Linked DNA regions of Zea mays: region 1 is linked to region 2. The links are chromatin contacts, called in public Hi-C maps. All regions are on one chromosome and are shown on one strand. The core of a region is the stretch at or near the end of the contact, and the rest is flanking DNA. Distances in the headings are between cores, read along the strand shown.

What was found. Hi-C and Micro-C count contacts between places; a contact is called where the count stands out from the background.
Region 1: a contact with region 2 is called in a Hi-C map of ear, with 1.7 times the contacts expected there. The contact joins the promoter of LOC103630722 here to the promoter of LOC100275574 in region 2. A contact is called at or near these places in 2 of 25 Hi-C or Micro-C datasets (ear and leaf).

What each region holds. Positions count from the first base shown.
Region 1 is chr6:175,522,243-175,527,318 of Zm-B73-REFERENCE-NAM-5.0, forward strand. LOC103630722 (golgin candidate 5) reads right to left here and starts at 1,991. Exons shown (of 19, transcript NM_001350839.1): 1 at 1,297-1,991; 2 at 1-765. The coding sequence starts at 1,441. LOC541685 (photosystem I H subunit 1) reads left to right here and starts at 2,364. Exons shown (of 2, transcript NM_001111435.2): 1 at 2,364-2,723; 2 at 2,820-3,189. The coding sequence starts at 2,475. The coding sequence ends at 2,999.
Region 2 is chr6:175,153,914-175,158,739 of Zm-B73-REFERENCE-NAM-5.0, forward strand. It overlaps LOC100275574, which reads right to left and starts at 1,674. Exons shown (of 4, transcript NM_001149625.2): 1 at 1,226-1,674; 2 at 229-972. The coding sequence starts at 913.

The DNA of each region.
Region 1 (5,076 bases), core at 741-3,240, 370 kb after region 2:
CTTTGTCTACTGTATCGCAATTCTCCTGTGGGCTACTAAGTTCTTTTGGGACATTGTATTCTTGAGCAATCTTGTCCTCAACTTCAGTTATATTATCGGAACTAGCTAGCATGGATTCTGCTGGTTGTGACTGAGAGGCATTCCCATCAGATGTGTCTTCCTTTCCTGTATCAATAGATTCACCTGTTTCGGTGTCACCTGATTTATCTATTTTGATAGGCGAAGAAAATGCACTACCATCAGGTAAGTCTCCAGCAGACTCTCTAAGCTGATTTGGCTCTGCTTCATCACTAGGACAAGAATGTTTACTATATTGATGGTCCTGGTTTTCTTCAACTGTTGAAGGATGTCCTGGAGATTGTGATGTTTCTGATGCTTCATCATCACCCACCTTAGATGCAAGTGCCTCAGTGCAGCCATCAAGCTTTTCTTCTGCTACTGAAGGATGTGCTGGAGTTTGTGGTGTTATGGACTGCTCAGAAACATCTGCCTTAGAAACAGGTGACTCATTGGAGATACTATGAGCTTCTTCTGATTTTGAAGGCTGTTCTGGAAATGTTGTTACTGATACTTCTGAATGATCTACCTCGGATGTCTGTTTCTTAGTTGGGGTGCTATGATTTTCTTCCTCTACTGACAGATCCTTTGGAAATTGTGGCTTTTCTGATACTTCAGTGCCATCTTCTTCACCATTGTGTCCCATGAAAGCCATGACAGGATTGAAGAATCCTATTCCATCAGAGTTGGATGTCCGCGATCCTGATGCTGCGTTACAAAAAAAGACATTTTATTTGAGCACGTAGCTGCGTTACAAAAAACATTTTATTTAAACAAAAAATACAATGCTTCCATTGTGAAGCTCTTAGCCAGCACTAGCAAATGAATCGGTCCTACAGATATCAGCAACTCAGACAGAGTGCAAAAGGTGTTACAGTTCCAACACTTGTAAGAGGACATAGGTTTGAAAATATGCCTAAACCATTCAATAGCACAGAATTCAACAGACTAATAGACTGAATTTTGACTTCACGCAGAAATTGATCGGGTGATAGGCGCATTTTTTGGTCACGGTCCAATGATAATAAGCAATGAGCACATGTCATTCTCCGCAAACATGGATCTGTCAAATATCAATTAAACATAACCACTAACACCATTGACTACCCTATCAGTGTCATATCAACAGTTGCAATGTTAATACGCAGACAACCACGCACCAATGCACCGTCAATACACTGAATTAGGCGAATGGCAGGACTGAGGGTCGTAGCATTATTGTCTCCGTGCCGTACGTACCTTCTTCATCGTCGCGCTTCTCCTCTAGGCCGAGCGCGCTGTCGAAGTTCTTCTCGATGTTCTTCACGCTCTCGCTGATCTTGTTGACGGCTCCGGCGATGTCCTGCAGGCCGCTGAGCGACACCTTCCCGGACCACCACGCCATCCCTGTCCCCGGCCTCCGACCGCCACCGGCTCACGGCCTCCGCCTCCGCACCTGGCGCTGGCGCCTTAGATCTCGGGCATAGATCTAATGACCCGCGCAGCCGATCCACCGCCCACACCCCAGACCACGCGCGGGCGGGAGCGGAATCTGGCCCCCCGGCAACCTCGCCTCGCTGACCAGATCAGCTGAGCCCGCGAGCCTACGATAGCGCGATGACGGGGGCCGAGCCGGCGCCGCCGCGGGCCTGGGGGGAGAGGGGGGAAGCTCTTCAGCGAGCTCCCGCCGCGCGGTGGCGACTGGCGAAGCGGGAGGGGAGATGTAGCTGCGGGGGGGGAGGGGGGAGGAGTGCGTAGGGTTGGGTTGGGCCGTGGAGCACGACGGAGGGGTGGGAGAGAGTGCGTTCGGCCGTTGGCGCGTGTGGACGCCGCGTCGGCGTCGGTGATCGGCCGCCCGCCTGCCTGCCACGCTCTCTCGGTTCGGTGCAGTGAGCAGTCAGCAGTGGATCTCGCTCGGCCTGAACGAACACGACGGAGGACGGACGGATCGATCTGTCCGCGGGGAGGTGCGGGTGCGGCTCGTCCCGTCGCTCCAGCTGCGTCCCGCCGTACAGTATAGAGTATAGACACAGTGGGCCGTGTGGACCTTGTCGACAAGTCGCGCATGGGCTGTTTTAGGCCCGTTCGGCCTACAAGACGGACAAGCCCAAGCACAAACAAAAACTGCAGAAGCAGAACACTAGAACAGATCCTCGCTTAGCCTACCTGGCTCCATGTCGGTATTGCCAAGTCAGCTCGCATCAGAATCAGGAGATCAGGATAAGCCTATCCAGAGCAGGCCACACGGCATCCTCCCTATGGGTCACGGCCATCTTCGCGCCTGAGAGTGCGAGGCGTCCACCCACACAAATCCCAAATCCTCAGCACGATACGATCCGCCGAATTAAGTTCGTGCACGTACGCACGCACCGGGACACCAGCAACCCCCAACAGCGCCACTGTCCAGTGCGCGCGTCAAGCTTGCTTAGCTAGCCGCCATGGCCTCCCTCGCCGCCGTCTCCGTGAAGCCCGTGGCCATCAAGGGTCTCGCCGGCAGCTCCATCTCCGGAAGGAAGCTCGCCGTCGCCAGGCCGTCGGCCCGCTCCATCCGCAGGCCCCGCGCAGCCGCCGTGGTGGCCAAGTACGGCGACAAGAGCGTCTACTTTGACCTCGACGACATCGGCAACACCACCGGACAGTGGGACCTCTACGGCTCTGACGCGCCCTCGCCCTACAACCCGCTACAGGTGCCATGATGTTTCCAACCCATTCAATTCCCTGCGGTAACTAGACTTGCTAGGGTGATCTGATCTCTCTGCTGCATGCGTTCTTCACGTCACCAGAGCAAGTTCTTCGAGACGTTCGCGGCTCCGTTCACCAAGAGAGGTCTGCTGCTCAAGTTCCTGCTGCTGGGCGGCGGCTCACTTCTGGCCTACGTCAGCGCGTCGGCGTCACCGGACCTCCTGCCGATCAAGAAGGGACCTCAGGAGCCGCCGCAGCCGGGCCCGCGCGGCAAGATCTAAGCTCAGCTTCTCCATTTGCATGGTCTAGTAGCTTGCTTTGTACTGCTAGCGCCGGTCGATCCGTCGCAATCGTCATGGATCATCTCTCTATCTTGTTGTTACGCTGTTCATAATTTGGTATATTTGCCATTCCGCTATTGTGTACTCTTTGGCATACATACAATAATTAAAATGGCGTTGCGTGGCTCTCATATAATTAACCTTCACATAACCTGAAGACTCAAGTACGTATAGTATGGGCAACTTTATTGTAGATACTATCTGGAGTCTCGAATATTTGTCGTCCGCTAGTTCATATTTAAACTAAACAACGATAAATAAAAAAGAACTAAGTGAGTATATTTTTTTGTGGGAGAAGGGTTATCCATTAATACATCCACGGTTCTGTAAATTCCATTTCATGACATGAAAAAAGGAAAAACGCATCCAATAGCCCATTATGTAAATATGTCTACCGTCTATCCATTGGACAAGTTATATATTAATGACTAGTTTGGTAACCTCATTTTTTTAAGGATTTTCGTTTTTTAAGCGAAATTAGTTCATTTTACCTTGGCAAATAGAAATTTTTTAGAAAAAAATGGTGTTCTCAAACTAGCCTTAAATTTTTTTAGAAATGAGAATATTATTAATATTCCATCTTCCAGGGGCGGATTTGGGCCTCGGGCCACCTGGGCCGTGGCCCAGGGCGCAGCCCAAAAACCCTCTTATATATAGGTCTTTTTTCAACCAAAAAATCTAGACCAAAATACATTTCAGCCTAAAAGATCTCCTGCTGCACCGATTGAGTCTGGTGGCGCTGGCGGCCTCCCTCAGTCGCTCAAGCCACGAGAACACACTCTTTCAATTATTTCGCAAACATGCGCAGCTGCGTTTCCTATGTTGCCAGCGGCGCGGCCGCCTCCATTCAGTCCTCTATCGCTCTCCACGCCTTCAGGCTCTACGAATCCGATAAGGGAACAAGGCAGCAACCTCTAAGGCAGCCGGGCGGGCTCTGACTCAGGCATCCGCCACCGCCAGTCCGCCTCCAACGTCCCTGCGAACCTGTAGCAATGACGCGTGCGGTCCGCACTAGCACCATGCCACCGCCCAAATCCGCCCTGCCAATACATCTCCCAAACTATACAACTTCCTCAACCTATTTTCCTTACTTTTCTTACCCATGGGCGAGGGCGGAGCGCCTCCCTGGCCAATGGGCAGTGACCACCTAAGCAGCGAGCGTTGTGTGTTGAGTGTTGACTGCCATGTGCCCGTGATTCTCCTCTATTGTGAGTAATTGTTCTCAAATGTCTGATTCTCTTTCTCTATCTGCCACAGTTCCACTGGATTGTTTTAAATATTACTACCCATAAAGTGTGAAAAAATAAAAGACGAGTAGTACATCGTTATATTTGTAGAGTGGCCTGGGACGTTATTTTTATGGAGCTCTGCCACTGCCATCTTCTGTATCGGTTGATACATTCGGCTGTCAAACTCACAAACATGGGGTTCCACATTAGAACAAAATCTCACATTCTACGAAGGTTTCATAAATTTAAGCTCTCAAACTATGCTCTCAATCTATGAAAAAAAGACCATCCATTATTTGAAAAGATCTCCATCATTGTTGTTTCAAGCACACGACGGCCCCATTTTACTTGAGGTCTGTCCTCCTCCTTCTGCAACAGTGTCCAGAACCTTGTCCAATGTGTTCCTCTGAAAGTGACTTGAAAGGGAGTGGAAACTTGTACATTATCAAAAAACCACATCATTATGACTTAACCATATAGCCCAACAGAGGGCACATGCTCCAACCCAAATCAGGCTCTTAAGTCTAGAATTTAAACCTTTTAGCCAAGTGCCAAACATATGTTGGATGCACGAAGGTGGAGTAATGTTAAATGAAATTTGTACAGCTCTCCAAACACATCTAGCCATATGACAGTCAAAGAAAAGGTGTTGAATGGATTCATCTAAGTTACATCCACAACATTTAACACTTTCTTTCCACTGTTTTTTTGCTAAATTATCCTTTGTTAGAACTATGCCTTTAACTAAGTACCACATAAAACTTTTAATCTTCAAAGGTAGCTTTAAA
Region 2 (4,826 bases), core at 424-2,923:
TTTCCAACACAGTTGCTACATAATTTTCTTTGTACCCTTTCAGCTGCTTTTTAATAGATAAGCTATGGTGTAGTGAGCTAGGAACAGTTTGCAGGCTGGAAGTGTCTTTATAAAAAAAAATAGACTTGCTAGTAGGGTTATTTTCATTATTACTTCAATAGTCTAATATCATCAAAACCTGAAAGGAAAAATAACTTAACAAATAAAGTTTAACAAACTGATTCTTACCTTCAAATGCATCGTAGAATTCTGCACCTGGTGTACCAACAGAGGTTCCAAGAGGTGAACTAGGCTTCCGCCATTCAAAGGTGTCACTCTCACAAATTTTGGGTGCCTCACCATTCAAAGGCCTTCTAACATTAACAGGCTTCACTAATGCTTCAAGACTTTGACAAAACTCAAACTCAGGCTGCTCCTGCTCTATTTCAGCTATAACAGACCCCTTGCCTTTCTGTAGCATTACACTTTTGCCATTCAAAGCCTCTTCTACAGCACTTTCACCTTCAGCTTGACCATTGCCTGCTTGCTGAAACACAAACTCGGGCTCCTGGACTTGAGTGGGTTCACACCCTCTCGGCAAAGCAGGCAGCATCACAGGGAGGTTTGGCTGGCTGACCTCCCTCCCAGCATCACCCTGAGAGAAGGTCCTGGCAAGGGAGGCTCCCCGCCTCTTATGGTTGATGAGGTATGGCGACCAGGTTCCCGGGAACGAGGAAGGCAAGTCCGGCAGGGTGGTGTTCTCAGGCGTGGCATAGAGTGATGCCAGCGACGACCGTGTCCTGGCAGTAGACACTGGCACCGGTGTGGCCTTGTCAGGAGGCGGGGGCGGAGGCTTGGGAACCACCTTCTGGACATGAACAGGCGACCGTGTCTCTAGGAGGCGATCCAGCACGTAGTGCGTGATGGACGGCATCGGGATAGAACTTCAGGAAGAGAATCACAGACGGCTTGACCTCCCTTGCATCAACGAGCCTGAATCGAAGTTGGCATGATAAATTCAAGGTTAGAATGGAGCAAACCCTGCTCGGAGAGAGGGAAAAATATGCCACGCTAGAGGTATTCCGATCCAAAATATTCGGAAACACTCCCAGCGGAACACATATGACGCTATCCTTTTCCACCTTAGAAAAAGTCATCACCCTGATAGCTGGGCATGCAGGGAAAATCACCAACTTTACGCTACCCAACACAAACGTCGAGCGACGATAAGAATCGCTAGAGATACCTGCAGCAGTCACCTGACGCAGCCCGTGTCCCGGAGGCGCGGCGCCTCCACCGAGAACAGGGGAAACCCTAGCGGAGCCAGCTGCGCTCCACCTCCTTCCCAGGCCCGCCTCCAGGAAGAGAAGACGGCGTTGGCGTTGTTTTGCGTTTCCTTTCCCACGGCTGCAGTAGCGCCTGTCTCATTTGCGGTTCGAATTCTATGGGGCCGGGCAAAATAGAAGTAAGCGGCGCGAGGGCCGGACGAGCCTGGCTGGCGCAGCCGGGCGCGGAAGGCAACAAGCTGGTGCGGCACAAGCAGTGCGACAGGACAAGCTGAGGATGACGGCAGAGGCGATCGAAGTGAGGATGGCGGCGGAGGTGACACAGGTGAGGAAGGCGGTCGCGGTTGGCGGCGCTCGGTTGCGTCACCCTCACCCCTCGCCTCGCTCCGGACGGGGAAACAGGGAAAAGACTGAGGCCAGTTTGGGCTGCCCTCTCGTGTGGGCTACTGGGCTTCAAACGGTGCGCTGATTTGGTCTAAGGCCGTAATCCCGCGATGAGCTTGCCCGGGGAAAAGGGCCTTGACACCCCGTGGATCGAGCCTTCCAACCCAACGGAGCCTTGAATGGTGGCGCTAGGCTTCTGAATCATCCACGGACCACGGTTCGCGGTTTTTTTTTCGTTTCAAATAGTAAGAGCACTCCAATAATTCTCTAAAAAAAGTTGTCCAAACTTATGTTTACCAACTTACTAAATAGCTATTGAGAATAAGAAACAGTTTGATCTCCAATAATTTCTCATATTTAGATAATAGTTTAATTTTGAATCTAGTTTTTGGTAGGCTTGCTCCTGCCGGATCTAATTGACGGTAGGGTCGAAGGTAGTGGACATCGAGGACAGAAGAGAAGTCACACGATGTGACCTGTTGGAAAGCGATAGTCCAGTGACGTGACTTGTGAGAGAGCAATGGTCTGATGAAGAAAAATGTTGTGTCACGCATGTCGGAATTGGTTGCCTCGCTATATGAGAAATAAAAAATAGCATGTCGGACTCGCTGTGCGGGCAAGGGAAAAGTAAACACGTAGGTGTGAAAAATTCAACGACAGCTGCATTTAGAGAGTTACTATCGAGTTGCCAATTTCAAAAAATAAAAGGGTCAGATAGCAAGTAACTAAATTTAGCAAGTTCATTTGAATGACTTGAGATGTGTTTTCTGATCACTTCTTAAATTTAAGATTTAGATAGTTGTTTAGAGAACTATTGGAGTTGCTCCAACAAAGACGGTGTACAATATCATTAAATCTGTGGTTAACACCAACACTACGGCCAGTGCAATTAAGGCTCCCGTTTGACTGTAGCTTTTAGTTTCTAAAGAAGTAAAGAGTGTAAGGGTGTCGATGTTTAGAGTCCGACCGCACACCCAGGGATACCCTTGCAGTGTTTTTTGGTAGGACGGTGTCGTTGACTGTAGCTCGATGGTTCGTGCTAGGGGCACGCGAGAGAGACGATGTTCTGCAGGTTCGGGCCGTTTTAAGAGGCGTAATACCCTACTTCCTGGGATGGGTATGTATGTGGTGTGTTACAAGTGGTGTCTCCTGAATGGAGAAGGGCTAACCAGAGAGATGAAAATGATGGGTTCCCCTGGGCCTTATATACACGACCGTGGGATACTCCCTACGTACATGATGATCACGTTCTTCCAATATATCTCCTAACTAATAGCGAACCGACTTAGCTTATCTTAAGGAAAACTCATCGACCCTATCCCGAACTATCCCGATATTCAAGGACGCCGGACGTGGGAGAGAACGGACGGTTCCTTGAAATTGTGCGCGATCTGACGGATGATCCGGGCATGATCCCATTGCCCTCCTGGGTCAGCCCATCTCATTTGCAGTCTTTTCCCGGCCCACGACGAAGCGACCTTGTGAGGCGACGGGTCTGTGGCCCATGCAAGGGTCTTTTCGCCTTCTAGTGGATTCGGGGATATTTGTCCCCCACAGAGGGTGACTAAACTTTAGTTCTCTAGTTACTAAAAGGTACTAAAAATAGTTTTTATCCATCTTTTGCCCTCCCCTACACGTGTACCTAGGGATGAAAACGAACAGAAAACGGCTAAAAATATCCTCTCCCATTTCCGTTACCATTTTTTTACCGAAAACTGGAGCGGAGCGGTATAGCCGGAAACGGTTGCGGGATATACGTTTACACAAAAACATATTAAAACGAACGGATATGTAACGAAAATGGACGGTAACCGGAAACTTTGTCCAAAATATGCAATATTGCATAATCACTCAACAAACTACTAAGAGTTTAGGACATTATAAATCACAGCTTCACAAGTTTAAAAGTTGGCACAAAATCATATGTTTTTAAAGAACAACAGCTTGCGCAAATGCAACATTTTTTCGTCAACATTCTTCAACGATGAACCCCAAACTTGTGGATACATAAGACAAGAAGGATTACTCTATATGGTTATAAGATGTTAATATGACAGCATCAAAGATTATGCAGGCATGCCATATAGAGTAAGGCTAATATAATACTTTTATGTGTTGTTTTTTGTGCACCTAAAACAGAATTCTGGAAACGGAAAAACATGAATATCTTGTCAGAAACGGAATTTTGTAAATACAGATGGAAAAACACTGAACTTTTTTTGTTCCCGTTCCCACAATATACCATCTCATTCCCGTCTTTCCTGCAAATACAAAAAACGGTACGAGTACAAACTGAGAGCACCTAGAGGGGCGGTGAATAGGTGATCCTATAAGACTTTAAACTTAAGCCACAAAACTTGGTTAGACGTTAGCACAGTAATCGCCAAGTGGCTAGAGAGAAGTCTTAGCAAAACACAATAACCACAAGAGAATAATCACAGAGATGACACAGTGGTTTATCCCGTGGTTCGGCCAAGACCAACGCTTGCCTACTCCACGTTGTGGCGTCCCAACGGACGAGGGTTGCAATCAACCCCTCTCAAGCGGTCCAATGACCCACTTGAATACCACGGTGTTTTGCTTTGCTTTTCTTAATCCCGTTCGCGAGGAATCTCCACAACTTGGAGTCTCTCGCCCTTACACTTTTGATGTTCACAAAGAATCACGGAGTAAGGGAGGGATGAGCAACTCACACAGGACACAAAGATCATAGCAAATACGCACACACAAGACCCAGACTTGAGCTCAAAAGACTAGCACACTAGAACGGAGCTCAAATCACTAGAATGTCGAACAAGTGCGCAAGAATGATGTGTGAGTGATCAATAGTGCTCAAAGGATGCTTGATATACTCCTCCATACGCCTAGGGGTCCCTTTTATAGCCCCAAGGCAGCTAGGAGCCGTTGAGAGCAATCTGGGAAGGCAATTCTTGCCTTCTGTCGCGTGGCGCACCGGACAGTCCGGTGCACACCGGACACTGTCCGGTGCCCGATTTCTTTCCTTCTCTGGCGAAGCCGACCGTTGGCAGCCAGAGAGCCGTTGGCGCACCGGACATGTCCGGTGCACACCGGACAGTCTGGTGCCTCCTTCTAGCCGTTGGCTCGGCCACGTGTCCCGCGCAGATCGTGCGGCCGACCGTTGGCTCACCGGACAGTCCGGTGCACACCGGACAGTCC